2 separate regions of the Sus scrofa genome follow, and region 2 is linked to region 1. The links are chromatin contacts, called in public promoter capture Hi-C maps. All regions are on one chromosome and are shown on one strand. Each heading gives the region's core, a stretch centred on a gene start, on an enhancer-like site or on the middle of the called end of the contact. The rest is flanking DNA. Distances are from core to core; before and after follow the strand shown.

What was found. Promoter capture Hi-C pulls out the DNA fragments that hold promoters and counts their contacts.
Region 2: a contact with region 1 is called in a promoter capture Hi-C map of liver, with 15 times the contacts expected there. The contact joins the promoter of TCF3 here to the promoter of CRB3 in region 1. A contact is called at or near these places in 1 of 5 promoter capture datasets (liver) and 1 of 47 Hi-C or Micro-C datasets (blood).

What each region holds. Positions count from the first base shown.
Region 1 is chr2:72,621,791-72,628,442 of Sscrofa11.1, reverse strand. CRB3 (protein crumbs homolog 3) reads left to right here and starts at 5,177. Exons shown (of 5, transcript XM_003123115.4): 1 at 5,177-5,323; 2 at 5,554-5,729; 3 at 6,426-6,499. The coding sequence starts at 5,648. It overlaps SLC25A23 (solute carrier family 25 (mitochondrial carrier; phosphate carrier), member 23), which reads right to left and starts at 2,729. Exons shown (of 10, transcript NM_001246246.1): 1 at 2,574-2,729; 2 at 1,337-1,445; 3 at 683-770; 4 at 303-414. The coding sequence starts at 2,729.
Region 2 is chr2:76,855,237-76,861,288 of Sscrofa11.1, reverse strand. TCF3 (transcription factor E2-alpha) reads right to left here and starts at 2,210. Exons shown (of 21, transcript XM_021084225.1): 1 at 1,919-2,210.

The DNA.
Region 1 (6,652 bases), core at 3,928-6,427:
CCATGTGGGTTGGGGGTGGGAGGCCAGCCCCATCTGGTGAGCCTTTTGTTCCCTGCACCCCTATAGGTCCTGCAGTAAGTCTGAAGGGCTCAAATCAGCCAGAAGAAACCTCCCCAAATGGGTCCCCCAAGCCCCAGATGGCAGAAGAGGGGTGCAGAGCCTTGTCTCTCAGCCACTCCCAGTAGCTCCTCCTTCTAACGTCCTGACCCAGCCTTTCCCCCCCATTGCCCTGGGGAGACCAGGGCAAGTCCCCAGGGGAAGAGGGCCCGACCACCAGGCTGGGACAGCTGCCCCCACCTCACCGTGGAATGCTTCCAGAAATAAAGCACATCTTCTACGTTCTCCAGCGAATGCAACAGGAAGTGGTCACGCCATTCCTGCCAGTCAATGGTCATGGTGCCATCACGGTCTATGCTGGTGGGGAGGGGTATGGGTGGGATGGAATCAGTGCCTGGAGCCAGGGGTGAGCCAGGTGAGGTTCTAGTTGGTTCTGGGGGGAGACCAACTCCTCAGCCCTGGGGAGGTCCCCATTTTATAGAGGGGGAAACTAAGGCTCAGAGACGGGGAGCAACTGGCCCGAGATCCCAGCTCCACCCACCCTGGGATTGGGTCTGGGGCCCAGAGGCTCATGGTGACCGAGGGGTCTGAGTGACCTAGAATTCTGGACCCCCCATCTACTCACCTGTGCAGGATTTTTTCTGCCTGCTCCAGTGAGATGGAAATGCCCAGAGCTCGGAAACTCTGCTGGATCTCAGAGACATCAATATGACCTGGAGAGGGGACCCAAGGTGGGGAATGGTGTGAGTGGGGACCCTGAGATGGAGAAGCAGGACAGCTTGGAATGGGGACGGTCTCATAAGTCGAGGGGGTCCAGGAACCCAAGGTGAGGTTTGTGGCAGGGTTGTGTGTGGGGGGGTCCTTGACCCACTGGGATGAGAAAGGTGAAACTGGACACTGGGAGATCTTCTGTTTGATGAATGAATGAAGGACTGAATCCAGGGGTAATCCGCAGGAGATTGAGAAGCAATACTGGACACCCAGAAGCGGTGATAGGATATCTCTATCTCATAGGGAATCCAGGAGCAATATGGGGGGGAATCTCTGTCTCCCCCACAAAAAAATAAGACTAATAAATAAAAGAGGTCCCACCCCAGCAAGAAAAGGAGGTGAGATAGGCCGGCTGGGCCCCGAACTACCTAGCTGGGGGTGAGGAGAGCTCCCAAAATAGCCTGTGAGTCATCAGGAAGAAGCGGCCCTCCCCCCCTCCGCCCAGCGCTGCCAGTTCTAACCCCATTGGCTCCTCCGGGGCCCCCACAGCCCCATCCCTGGGCCTTACCATCCTGATTTCGGTCCAGACTATGGAACAGAAGCAGCAGGCGCTGTTCCCGCTCCTGCAGGTAGAGGATAAACTCCTCCAGGTCAAGGCCTCCATCTGGGGAGATGCCCTGGCAGAGGGGGAAGGGTCAGAAAGAGCTCCAGGAAGCTGCTTCCCCAATCTAGAGGGCACGTGCATGACCAGCTTATGCCCCAGGAACCCAGCTGCCTTGCCTCCCCCACCCCAGCCCTGCACCTAGAGGATTGGGGTGGGGAAATCACCCCCTCCCAAGATGCCCAAGGCCACAGTAGGTCTATGAGGTGGACAGTAATTGTCCAGTTTTCCTGGAGAGCAAAATGAGACTCTCCAAGGTCAAGTAACTTGTTCAAGGTTACAGAGCTGGGAAGAGGGTGGGTGGACTTGGGCTCTCATCTCTGAAAGCCTGTCCTTCCAGCTGTCTCATAAGAATGCATCCACATAGCAGTTCCAGGAGCTCCCCATTGGAGAGAGCTCTGGGTAATGTGGAACAATGACACATCGGCCAAGCTGAGCAGCCACAGGGCCTCTGTTTTTCCCATCTGTAAAGTGGGAAGTTGAATGGAGATCTCAAGATGCTATCTCTGGAGACAGTCCAGTGGCATCCGGGGCTCCAGTTGTGGAGGGGACACCTGAATGCGCTGGGGGTTGAGTTCCTGCTTTGATATGTGTATCCCCAGCTGAGGGGCGACCTCAGAGAGGATTGGGTCCCTGACTAGGACAGCCTGGGGCATCCAGCCAGGACCAGGAAAGGACCAGGAAAGGAATGTAAACATAAAGGCTGGGGCTGCTGCCTAGGAGGACAGTGGGTGCCCAGAGAAGGGAAGGAAGGTGGGGAGAGTGTGTCTACTGGAGGGGGGTGCAGGCCATGTCTTGGGCTGTGCAAAGAGTTCAGAGGAGGGTGTGTCCCGGGCAGTGGGCAGGAAAGCACACGTGGTCCCATTCCCTGGAGGTCATCCCCCACTCCGACGGAGGAGGCGGGCGAGTTTGGCAGCGGAACTGCAGGCCTGGGGCCTCAGTGGCCCTGTCTTGAGCGAGCCCGTTAAGCCCGGATACGGGCGGGCAGGGGGAAGGGACCGAGACACCCAAGCTGGTCACAGGTCCCGGAGTCCAGCCACAGGCGGTCCAGGGCGGCTCCCGGCGCTCCATTCAGGGGCTCGGGTTACCCGGCTCGGAATGGGCCCCAGCGCGGCGAGCCAGGAGAGGGTCCCAGAGGGGGTACCTGTTGGGCGCCACGGTCCGGGTCACCCGCTCCCAGCCGGGCCAGTCCCTGGCGCAACTCGTGGACATCCACGCGACCATCCTTGTTACTGTCCAGCTCCTCAAAGAGGCGACCCCAGCGCTGACGCCGCTCCGCATCGCCCGGGCCCCCCCGCATGGCGCCAGCCCGGGGGGAGGGGAGGCCCGGCAGCGGCGGCCTCAACGGGGGCTTGACGGCTCCCCCTCTCCCCCCCGGGACCCCGCAGGGCCAGCTCCGCGGCCACTGCTACCTCAGCCTCAGCTCTGCCTGCCGGGCTCCCGCACTTGTAGGAGGTGGTGACTGCTTGCTGTCGCCGCCTGCGCCAGAACTTGCGTCTCCTCCCCCGACCTGCATTTGGGGGAGGGGGCTGGGCGCGGAGCTGTTGCGGGGGGCGGGTGTCAGGGATGCTCTGGTGTTAGCACAGTTTAGGGAGCAACAGGGTTCATTCTGGGAAGGGAGGCTAGAGAGATCATTGATTTCAGATCTGGTTTCTGAGTTCCGCTCCTGCATGCCTCAGTTTACCCTCTGCCCAACGGGGCGAGGTAGGGAGATGTCAGGGAGTGGGTTACGTAATCCTTTTCCACTTGACCTCTCTCCTCTACTAATCCTCTTCTGGAACGAACGTTCTCGCTTTTCCTAGACGTACTCAAGAACCAACTCTGCCCCATCTAGCCCTCCGTCGGCCCGCCGGCTCATTTCACATTCCCCACCCGGCCACAGAAGCCGAAGCCTTGCTCTCCCTCTGTGTTTTCATCTCGACCGCGCGCCTCCTTTCTCGGTCCCACTCAGGCCGGGAAACGGAAGATCAACGCGCGGCGCGGCTGCGGAGTCGGTTTCCTATTGGCCAGAGCGCAGAAGCTGCGCCCGCCTGTCCCGCCTTGCCCACCCATCTAGGCGGGGCCTCCCCTCTGACCCTGGGCTGCCTTGGGCCCCACCGCCCCCGACTCGCCCAAAAGTCTTAAAGGGGCCTTGGCCGGACACCAAGCAGTCTGCTTTCTCCCGACTCTCCTGGTGCAGATCTCAGAGTCCTAGGAGTAGCTGGGGATGAAGACCTTATAGCCGAGCGATGGAGGCGGGGCACCGGTCTGTCGCGCTCGCTGCACCTGCCGAATGTCCCTCCCACTAGTTTCGGGCGCAGTTTCTCGATTCACCATTAGGGGGAGGGGCGCCCAGACCTTTTGAAGGCGAATAATTACAACAATAGCTAACACTGATTCAGTGCGTTGCACAAGCCAGGCCTTTTACTCACTTCTCGAGTCGTCTTCGTCAAATCCCTATAAAGTAGGTGGGTCTGTTTTTCCCAGTACACAGATAAAGAAACAGGAGGGTAAGCCAGTCGCCCCAGTCCACATGATCAGTAAGGGGCAAGGCAGAGCTTTAAGCCGACCTGAGATTTTTACCCATCAATACTCTGTATCCTAGAAGGGATTAATTTTTCCTTAACCATCACTCTTCACTCCAGAGTCCCTAGAAGGGGGTCGTCTTATCACCACCCTTCTTTATCCCAAGATATATGGCCAGTGAGGGTACATATGGTTCCACTAAGCTTCTGCCCAGACAGGTGTGCTCAAACAGGTGTGTCCAAGACAAGCCTTTTATAGAGAGTCCCCTCAGAGATGTTTTTATTCACAGGTGGTTCTTGGAAGGTGCCCTACAATCCGGGGGATACTGATATTTTCCCACGAAGATGCCCTAAACAAGTGTTTTCTCACAGGTACATCCCTGACAGGTAGACGTTAATGCACACGCCCCCCCCACCTTGTGCTTCAGTGAGTGTTCCTCATGCAGACATTCTCAGCTCTTCATCTCAGTCGAGCTCAGTTTTACCCAGCTTCCCCTCATGCAAGTCTCTTTCCTTCACCTCACAGGTATGTTTCTCAACAGGTGTTACACCACCCAGGTATGCATTATATGGCCTACCCTACCACTGATGTGTTCTGTTTAAGTATTCACCCATATGGGGCTTTCCATTGATCTGGGTCCCCTGAAGGTGTACTTAAATGCAGGTGTGTCTCATACAGGTGTCTCTAACATCTTTTCACACAGAAATTTCTCATGCAAGTCTTGTTCATTTCATAGGTGAGCCACCCAGAGGTGTTCTCCAAGCAGATGTAACCGGTGCCAAAGTGCCTCAGCCAGGTGTTTGTTATAATGCAAGTGTGTTCTATACAGCTATTTTCCACACAGCTATGCTTCCATTCAGCTATACTCCAAATAGATAGGATTCAAAGCAGAAGTCTCCAATAGACATTCTTACACATCCGTGCAGATGTTTTCTATACACGTTCACTCCCATGCAGGTGTGTCCCACACAGGTGTTTTTTTCATTAGAGGCCCCCTATCCCGGTCTGTCCCAGACAGGAGTGTCTCCAAGTCTCAGGTGTCTCCACATCTGGATGCTTCTACAGAGGTGCCCTCAGTGCAGGTGGTGGGAGGCCTCTTTTGCACCTGCGCCCTTCCGCCCCTAGTTACTCCCTCCGAATAATAGGATTGGGTTCCCGTTACAGGTGCGTCCGTGGCGCGGCCCCGCCCCTGCTTGGCTCCGCCCTCTCATCTAGGCTCAGGTGCATAAGCCGGAAGTGCGCTCCCCTCCCAGGTAAGTGACTAAACTTTCCGGGTCACGTGAGCGGGCGGAGCTGGAAGAGTCCGACCGAGCACTGACCGACGCACTGAGGGTTCGAGAGAGGGACCGGGACCAGGAACTTGAGTGAGGTTGAAGACGCTCGGGCCAGGTAGGGAGGCAAGTCGCTAGGCTTGGCCTGCCGCCCTTTCCCCCTTTCCTCTCCCCTTTTCCCAGCCCCTGGAACGCGCCGCCGCGAGTTAATCTTTAATCTCTGACCTCTGGCGACGGGGGCGGGGCGGGGCTCCCGGGTGCACGGCGCGGGTCGCCCCTCCCATGGGCCTGCGCCCGGGTCTGGCCCCCTCCCCCACGCCCCGGCCTTTCTCCTTCTTTTGCTCCCAGGTGAGGGGTCGAAGGTATCCCCGGCCGGAGATGCGGTAGGAGTGGTGTGCGCGACAAGCCCCGTCCCTGGTGCCACCAGCTCGTTGCCCGGCCCATGGCGAGCCCCGGTCTGGGGCTGCTCCTGGCGCTCGGCCTGCCGCTGCTGCTGGCCCGCTGGGGCCGGGTCTGGGGGCAAAGTAGGTACCAGCTGGGGTTGCTGGGCTCTGGGGTTAGAAGCGCTGGGTTCCTGGGTCCCTGAGATGTCAGGAACCCAGGAGCTGACACAGAATGCCTTGGGGGGCAGGATTCTACAGGGTCAGGGCTGAGGGGTTAGAATTTCTGAGTTCTTCCTTGGATGGTTAGAGCTGGCCTAGGAGAATTCCTGAGTTGGGCGGAATGGTGAGCTGGGGGAAGAGGCCTGCATGCCTGAGTCTCAGTATGGTTGAAGAGTTTGGGGGACTTGGGAGTCAGGAGGAGGCCTGCCTGGGGCTCCAAGCCCAGGTTGACCATAGGTGTGGACCCTGCCTTTCAGTGAGCCCTCTAGTCCAGTTTCGGGAGCCTTGGGGGAGGTGTGAGTCAGACACTCCAGGGAAAGGCAGGATCCGCCCAGATCCTTAAGGGCAGAGGGAGGGCCGGAGAGGTGGGGTTGGGCTTCCGGACACCATCCATTACAATAGCCCCCAACTCCATGCTAACTGCAAACTTGTTAGCTGATTACTTACTGCTGGTTTGGGGGTGGCCCCTGTGTGGAGGGTACTGACCTAATGGAAGACGCAGAAGTGCAGAGGTCTGATGAGGGGATGCCCAAGGAAGATGCAGACGTCTCAAGATGGAAAGGGTAGATGGAGATTCATTCATCTTCTCTACCCTTTCTCCTCCCTCCCTTCCCACAGCATCAGTCTCCCCTGCAAATGCAAGCAGCTCCTTTACACCCTCCGCCGCCGGCTCTGGCTCCAGTGGGGGCCTGGTGAGTTGGGGTGTACGTGCAGAAGGGCGGCAGGGATGTGTTATTCAGGAGTCCCTCTCTAGCAGGTGGAGGGGCCTAGACTCCCGGAGGTAGCTGGTTAAGTTTTTGTGGAGGAGGGCATTGGAGGACCCTAAGTGGGAGAGACCAGATTCC
Region 2 (6,052 bases), core at 961-3,460, 4.2 Mb before region 1:
CGGGTGCAGGGGCAGGAGAAGAGAAGAGGTATGAGTGCCGAAGGCTGAGGCGGACCGATGGGAGTGGAGGAGCTAAGAGCCCCTCTAGCTGCTCTGAGGCTCTGGGTCTTCCCACGCCGAGTCCCTTCCAGACCCTGGGGGTGGGGGCAAGGCGGCCAGGATTCGGGGATTTGGGCCCCTTGAGACCCCTCCCCAGAGCCCTCGGGGAATTTGAACAATGGGTGGGGGAGCGCACAGAGTTCAGATTCCCGAAACTCCCTCAGCGACCACCAGGGAATCAAGTTGCAAATTTTAAACTGGATGCGGGGCGGAGTGGTCCCTTCCCAGCTCGGGCAGAACCCGCCCCTCTTCCCCGCCACTTCTCTCATTTCCAACCACCCCCAGGCTTCCCACTGGCCCCGCCCCTGGGAAGGGGGAGGGGCGACCCCAGCCCCGCCCCAAGGGAAATTTGGTGACTCCCCCCCACCCGGCAGCTGTCAGTGCACGTTGAAGACCCAGGCACCCCCAAATTCAAGGGGAATTAAATCCACAAGTAGGACGGCAGGCAAATCCCCCTTCCCGCTCCAGGGCTAAAGGAGGGGTCCGCCCAACACAAGGACCTACCCTCACAGCTTCCCTCCACACTTCGCCTCCTCCTCCCACAAAAAACAACTGAACTCTGAAAGAAGAAAAGCCACCCTAGGTTGTTTTATTGTCACCATGTATCCGGGAATTATTTTTAAGCAACTTTAAAAACATTCCTTGCCTCCCGGCCCTGGAAGGGGGGGGGGGAGTTGTCCTAATACCAGGGTTTCCCCAACAGGGTCCCCAGGGCTCCTTTCTAGAACGGGGTGGGGGATCCACCTGCCAAGCCCCGTCCCACACCCCGATGAGGGTCTCCGTCCCACAGTCAGACAGCGAAGTCCCTCCAGCTTCTCTCCCCGGGGACCCAGAAGGGGGCGGGAGCGGCAAGCAGAAACCGAGGGGTTAGAGGGGGTTCCGAGGTTGAGGAAGACCCGACATCAGAAAAGGAGAAACCCCCGCTTTGTTTGCCAACTGGAGACGGGTGTGAAACGGATGCCCCAGAGCACCCCCTCCTCCGCGAAGCTTTTTCTTCTTTGGAGGGCGTGTGAAACTGACTTTTTTGAGGAGTACGAAACCGCACTTTTTTGTGGGGTAGCTGAAACCGATTTTAAGGCAGACCTGGGGTGGGGGAGACTGAAACAGGCTTTTCAAGGAGATCCGAGACACTTCTGGGGTATCACAAGGACTTTTGGAGACTCGAAGCGAACTCAAAAGATGTACGAAACCACTTTGGGAGAAAGAGGGGCAAGGAACTTCTCGCTCTGGGGGGAGGGGTGGGAGGAGGCCCGGGAAACCAACCCCCACCCTACCCCCCCCCAGCAGCCGGTGCGGGCGGCGCGGCCCGGGAGCCCTTTGAAGCTCGCGGCGCTGCCGCCGCCACTGCGCTGCTCGCCCCGAAGCAGCCGCCGCCCGTGCCCGCGTACCGCGGAGCAGATGCGGCCCCCGGCCAGGATTTCGGCCCCCGCCTGCAGTGGCGCGGCGCACCTTCCCCGCAGACAAAAGGACGCTCCTTCTCCCTCTCTCGCTCCCCTCCAAACTCCGGCGCCGGCCGGGCCCCCGGGGGAGGGGGCGCCCGCGGGCCCCGCGCCGCTACCCCGCCGCGAAGTTGGGCAGCCCAGCGGCGCCCCCCGCGCCCCCGCCCGGCTCCGCAAACTTTCCTCAAGTGCCGACTGGCGGGGGCGCGCGGGCCCGAGCGCGCCCTCCACGTCGCCTGCCCCCTCCGGCGCGCAAAGTTGGAGAACAATGACTTCGGCCGCGCCGCCCCCCGCCCGGCCAGCCACTGCTCGGAGTCTCCGCACCCCAGAGCGGCCCAGCCCGCCAGGCACCGAGCGGCGGAGGGTCCCGGCGCGCTCACCTGCTCGGCGCGGCCCGGCCCGCAGCGCGCGGGGGGCGGCGACATGAACGGCCCCCCCGGACAAAGGGGCGTCGCGGCCCCGAGGGGCGCGCGTGGGCGGTGGCGCGTAGCCCGGCTCCCCGCGTATCCGCTCGGCGGACCGTCCGCGGTCCGGGCACTGGCGGAGGCGACGCGAACGGAGGCCGCGGTGCCCGCCGGCCGTGTCGCTGGGCTCGGTCCGGCCCGCTACGCCCGCGGCCGCCGCCGCTGCCTCATCTTCCTGCGGCGGGAGACATGTTCCGCCCCCAACCCGCGCCCCGCCCCCTACAGGCCCCGCCCCTCATCAGCTCCGCCCCGCGTCCGCCCGCGGATCCCTCCGCCGCGGTTTGCACGCCGCCCACTGCCACACGTCCGCCCCACGCTCCCGCCGAACGCGGCAGCGGGCCCGCGGAGCCCAGCGCCTGGAGCGGGCGATCCGAAGAATCGTGGGCCAACGGCATGAGGTGGGGGCAGGGACTATCTTCCAGAGCGGAGGCGCACGTGGATTGGCCGCATAGCCGTGACGCAAGCGGGAAGGACCGAGCGATGGAAAGAGAAGGCCGAGCGGACGAGGCCAATTGGAAGGTGCGAAAGCCTGATTGGCGGGGATGCCGGCCGTTCGCAACCAGGCTCCGCCCCGCCCCGCCCTCCCCTCTGCGCGTCCGGGTAAAGAAGGAGGCGGGACTCTCCGAGCGAGAGGCCGCGAGAAGCGATGGGGGAGGTGGGGCTTGGAGTTTTATTCTCAGGTGTGCATGGCCGGCCGCACGGCCTTTTGGGCTTGGTCGTGTCTGAGTTCCTAGGTCTGGCCCCTGCTGCTGGGTCTTGCGAGCGGGCATTCCAGACTTGGAAGGAATAAATCAGACCTATTTTCCCGTGGGGTCACTGATGCAGCTCTGTTTCAGGGTCAGAAATTCCCCCCGTGGAACCCACTCTGTGCCTCTGACTTGCTGGTTGCCTTTGTCTGCCTGAGACTCAGTTTATTCGTCGATAAAATGGGATCTTGGCCTGAGTTTGGACAAGGACTTAAGACCTTCTGACTCTCACTGGTCTGTGAGAGTCACTTAGATCCCCAGTTCCCTCCCACGTCCAGAGGCTCTTCAGCTTTTGAAAACCACAGACCCTACAGGATGGAAATAATTTTTTTTTCTTTTTGCCTTTTCTAGGGCCGCTCCCATGGCATATGGAGGTTCCCAGGCTAGGGGTCTAATCAGAGCTGTAGCCGCTAGCCTGCGCCACAGCCACAGTAATGCAGGATCCAAGCTGAGTCTGTGACCTACACCACAGCTCACCGCAACGCCGGATCCTTAACCCACTGAGCAAGGCCAGGGATCGAACCCGCAACCTCGGATTTGTTTCCGCTGCACCACAACGGGAACTCCTGGAAATAATTATTATAAATGAAAATAACACACTCTGTCATGGCCCCCTGTGTCCGCAGAGAGAAAGCTACACTCCCCTCCAGGCCAGGGATGGGCTCTTGACACAGCAGCCTCCTCCTTGCTCTTCTAGAATCTGCCTGGCTCATTCCTACCTGGGAGCAAAGGCTCTTCCATCCCTTCTGGAGCCTTGAGCCAGTTCAGTTCAGTGCTGCCCTCAATCCAGGGAACAGGACTGAAAGGAAGGAAGGAAAGTGGGGATCCTGGGGGGAATGGAAGTAGAGAAGGCCCCAGGGGCAATTGGGGAGCTCAGGAGGAGCCTAATAAAGCCCCCTCCTGCCACGCCCAAACTGGGCTGACCCTCACCCTGACCCCTCCAGGGCCAGAGTGCTCCCACGTGGGACAGGTCTGGGGAGGGGAGTGAGGTTCTTGGGGTCTGGGTTCAAATCTGGCATCCCTCCCTACACCACTGGGACTTTGGGCAAGTACTTCCCACTGTCTGGGCCTCAGTTTCCCCATAAGGAAAATGGAAGGATGAAGTGAGGGATGTGTGTTCTTATCCTGTGGCCTCTTCCCCACTGGCAGACCTGGGCATCTGGTGGGAGGCCCCCTCGGCCCCTACCTTTCCCTGTGGACCAACCCTGACCTCGCAGGTCGGTGGCCTGCTCTGGCTTTCCCCTAGCCTGGGGGTTTCTTGGGGACCAGGCTGAGGCAGAGGTCCCTCAGGGTCCCCAGCCTCACTCAGGGTAGGTCAGCACCCCTTCCCCCTCCAATGCTAAGGGTATAACCCATATAGAGCTGGGGCCAGTGTTTCTGGAATTACACATCCACTGAAGGGGAGAAATGATCTGTTCATGGGCCATGCAATCATTGACCACCGACTGTGTGCCAGGCTTGGTGCCGGGCATTAGAGCACAGTGGTGACTGTGACCTGTCCAGCCCCTACCCCTTGGGCCAAGATGAGCCATCAGAGGAACCCCCCTTTTGTCCCAAACGTGTTCTTTCCATCCACATGTTTGGCTCTCAGGTCCTCACGCCTGAGTGATTAAACCCATTGTACAGATGAGGAAACTAAGGTTCCAAAAGCTCCTCTCTGGGGCCCAGTCCACCCTGGGGCTCCTCACACCTGCCAGGAGGCCCTCCTGGCACCCACAAGCCACTATTGTCTTCTCTGGGGAGGCCCAGCATGGAGCTGAGTCACTGGGAGGAGCAGCCTGTGGGGGCCCCCACTCAGCCACAACCTCTGCCCAGCCCCAAGGCCCGGGTGCACCCCACAGGGCCCTGGCACAGGGACAGGCGGCCAGGGGCCCCTTGAGGGCGGCCCACAGACCGCTTGCCCGCCCCCGCCCATCTGACTGTGGCCTTTGTTCTCTGCTGGGTGCCCGCCACTGGGCCAGGCAGGCAGGAGCCCGCTGGAGACCTGCCTCCCCTCCTGCTCCCCCCACCATCCAAGCCACACCTACTGTGTGCTGTTCCCCCCGCCCCCCGCCTCCGGCTGGGGACCCCACAGGAGGGAAAAGACCTCATTTCTGGTTGGGAAAATGGGAAAACGAATGCCAAGGTCAGGTTCCCACCGTGGAGTAAGGCAGCTGGGGACAGAACGGGGGATGGATGGCCGTGGAAAGTTCAGGAAGACCATAGGTGTGCGAGCCAAGGTTGTCCACAGAGAGAAAACAGTTGGACTTCGGATGTGGGGGCCACCCTCCTGACCTCGTTTGCGTTTGTCTCCAGTGTGGGCACCTTCTCCTGGTGTGTGAACAGACACCTCCCACTCCCCACCCCACCCAGGCTCTCCCTGCTTTTTTGAAGCCTTGGAAGAAGGGAGGGGTATTTATCACTCCAGCCAGACCTGCACAAACCATGGTCTCAGAGTGCACTCTCAGGAGGGTAGGGGACGGCTACCTCCAGAGCTGGGGACTTAGTGGCTCATGGGACTCCTGTGGAGGGGCCTGGCCCTGACCTGTCCATCCTCACCATGACGCCTACCAGGAGCTCACTCTCACTCACTCATTCATTTGTTCTCCTGGCTTCTGCAGGGCCCGCTGCTAGGGGCTGGGCCTGGGGGTCTCCCTGGATGTTGGGGGGGTGCTATTACCCTCTGCAGAGGAGGGAGGAGGTGCTGGCCATGTTGAGTATTAAGCAGATGCTGAGGCAGCAGCCCACTGGCGGCTCCCCAAGCCTGCCTTCCGTGGTGCTTGCAGCCATGAGCGAAAGGAGGGAAGGGGACCCAGGATGACTGGGTGCGGTTCCCTCACTGCAGGCTTGTCCTGGGGAGCCAGTGGGCCAGGAGGGCAGGGTAGTGGGGGCTCTCAGGGGGGCTGAACCCCCGCCTCATGCCCCCTATTGTCAGGGGACCAGAAGGGACCCCGAACCCGCCCTTCCCTGGGGTGGGTTCCCTGGGACACTGAGACTTGGGTGTGACCAGAAGCATGAATGAAGTCAGGGGGCAAAGAGCAGGGCGCACTCAGCATGTGGGCGGGGGGACAGCAGGGGCAAAGGCCCGGAGGTGGGACTGTGCTGGGAAATTAAGAAACCCATGAGGTCTTGAGGTTGGAGCCCAGAGAAGTGAAGGGGAGAGAAGCCAAGGTCAGAGAGTCCGGTCTTTGGGGGGAGGGCACCTTGGTGGGGGTCTAAGCAGGAGAGGGACGTGGTTCCACTGCTGCTATGTGGAGGCGGCTTTAGGGGCAGGAAAGGAGGTGGTCCTTCGAGGGGAGAAGGGCTGGCCGTGGGGATGAGGGAG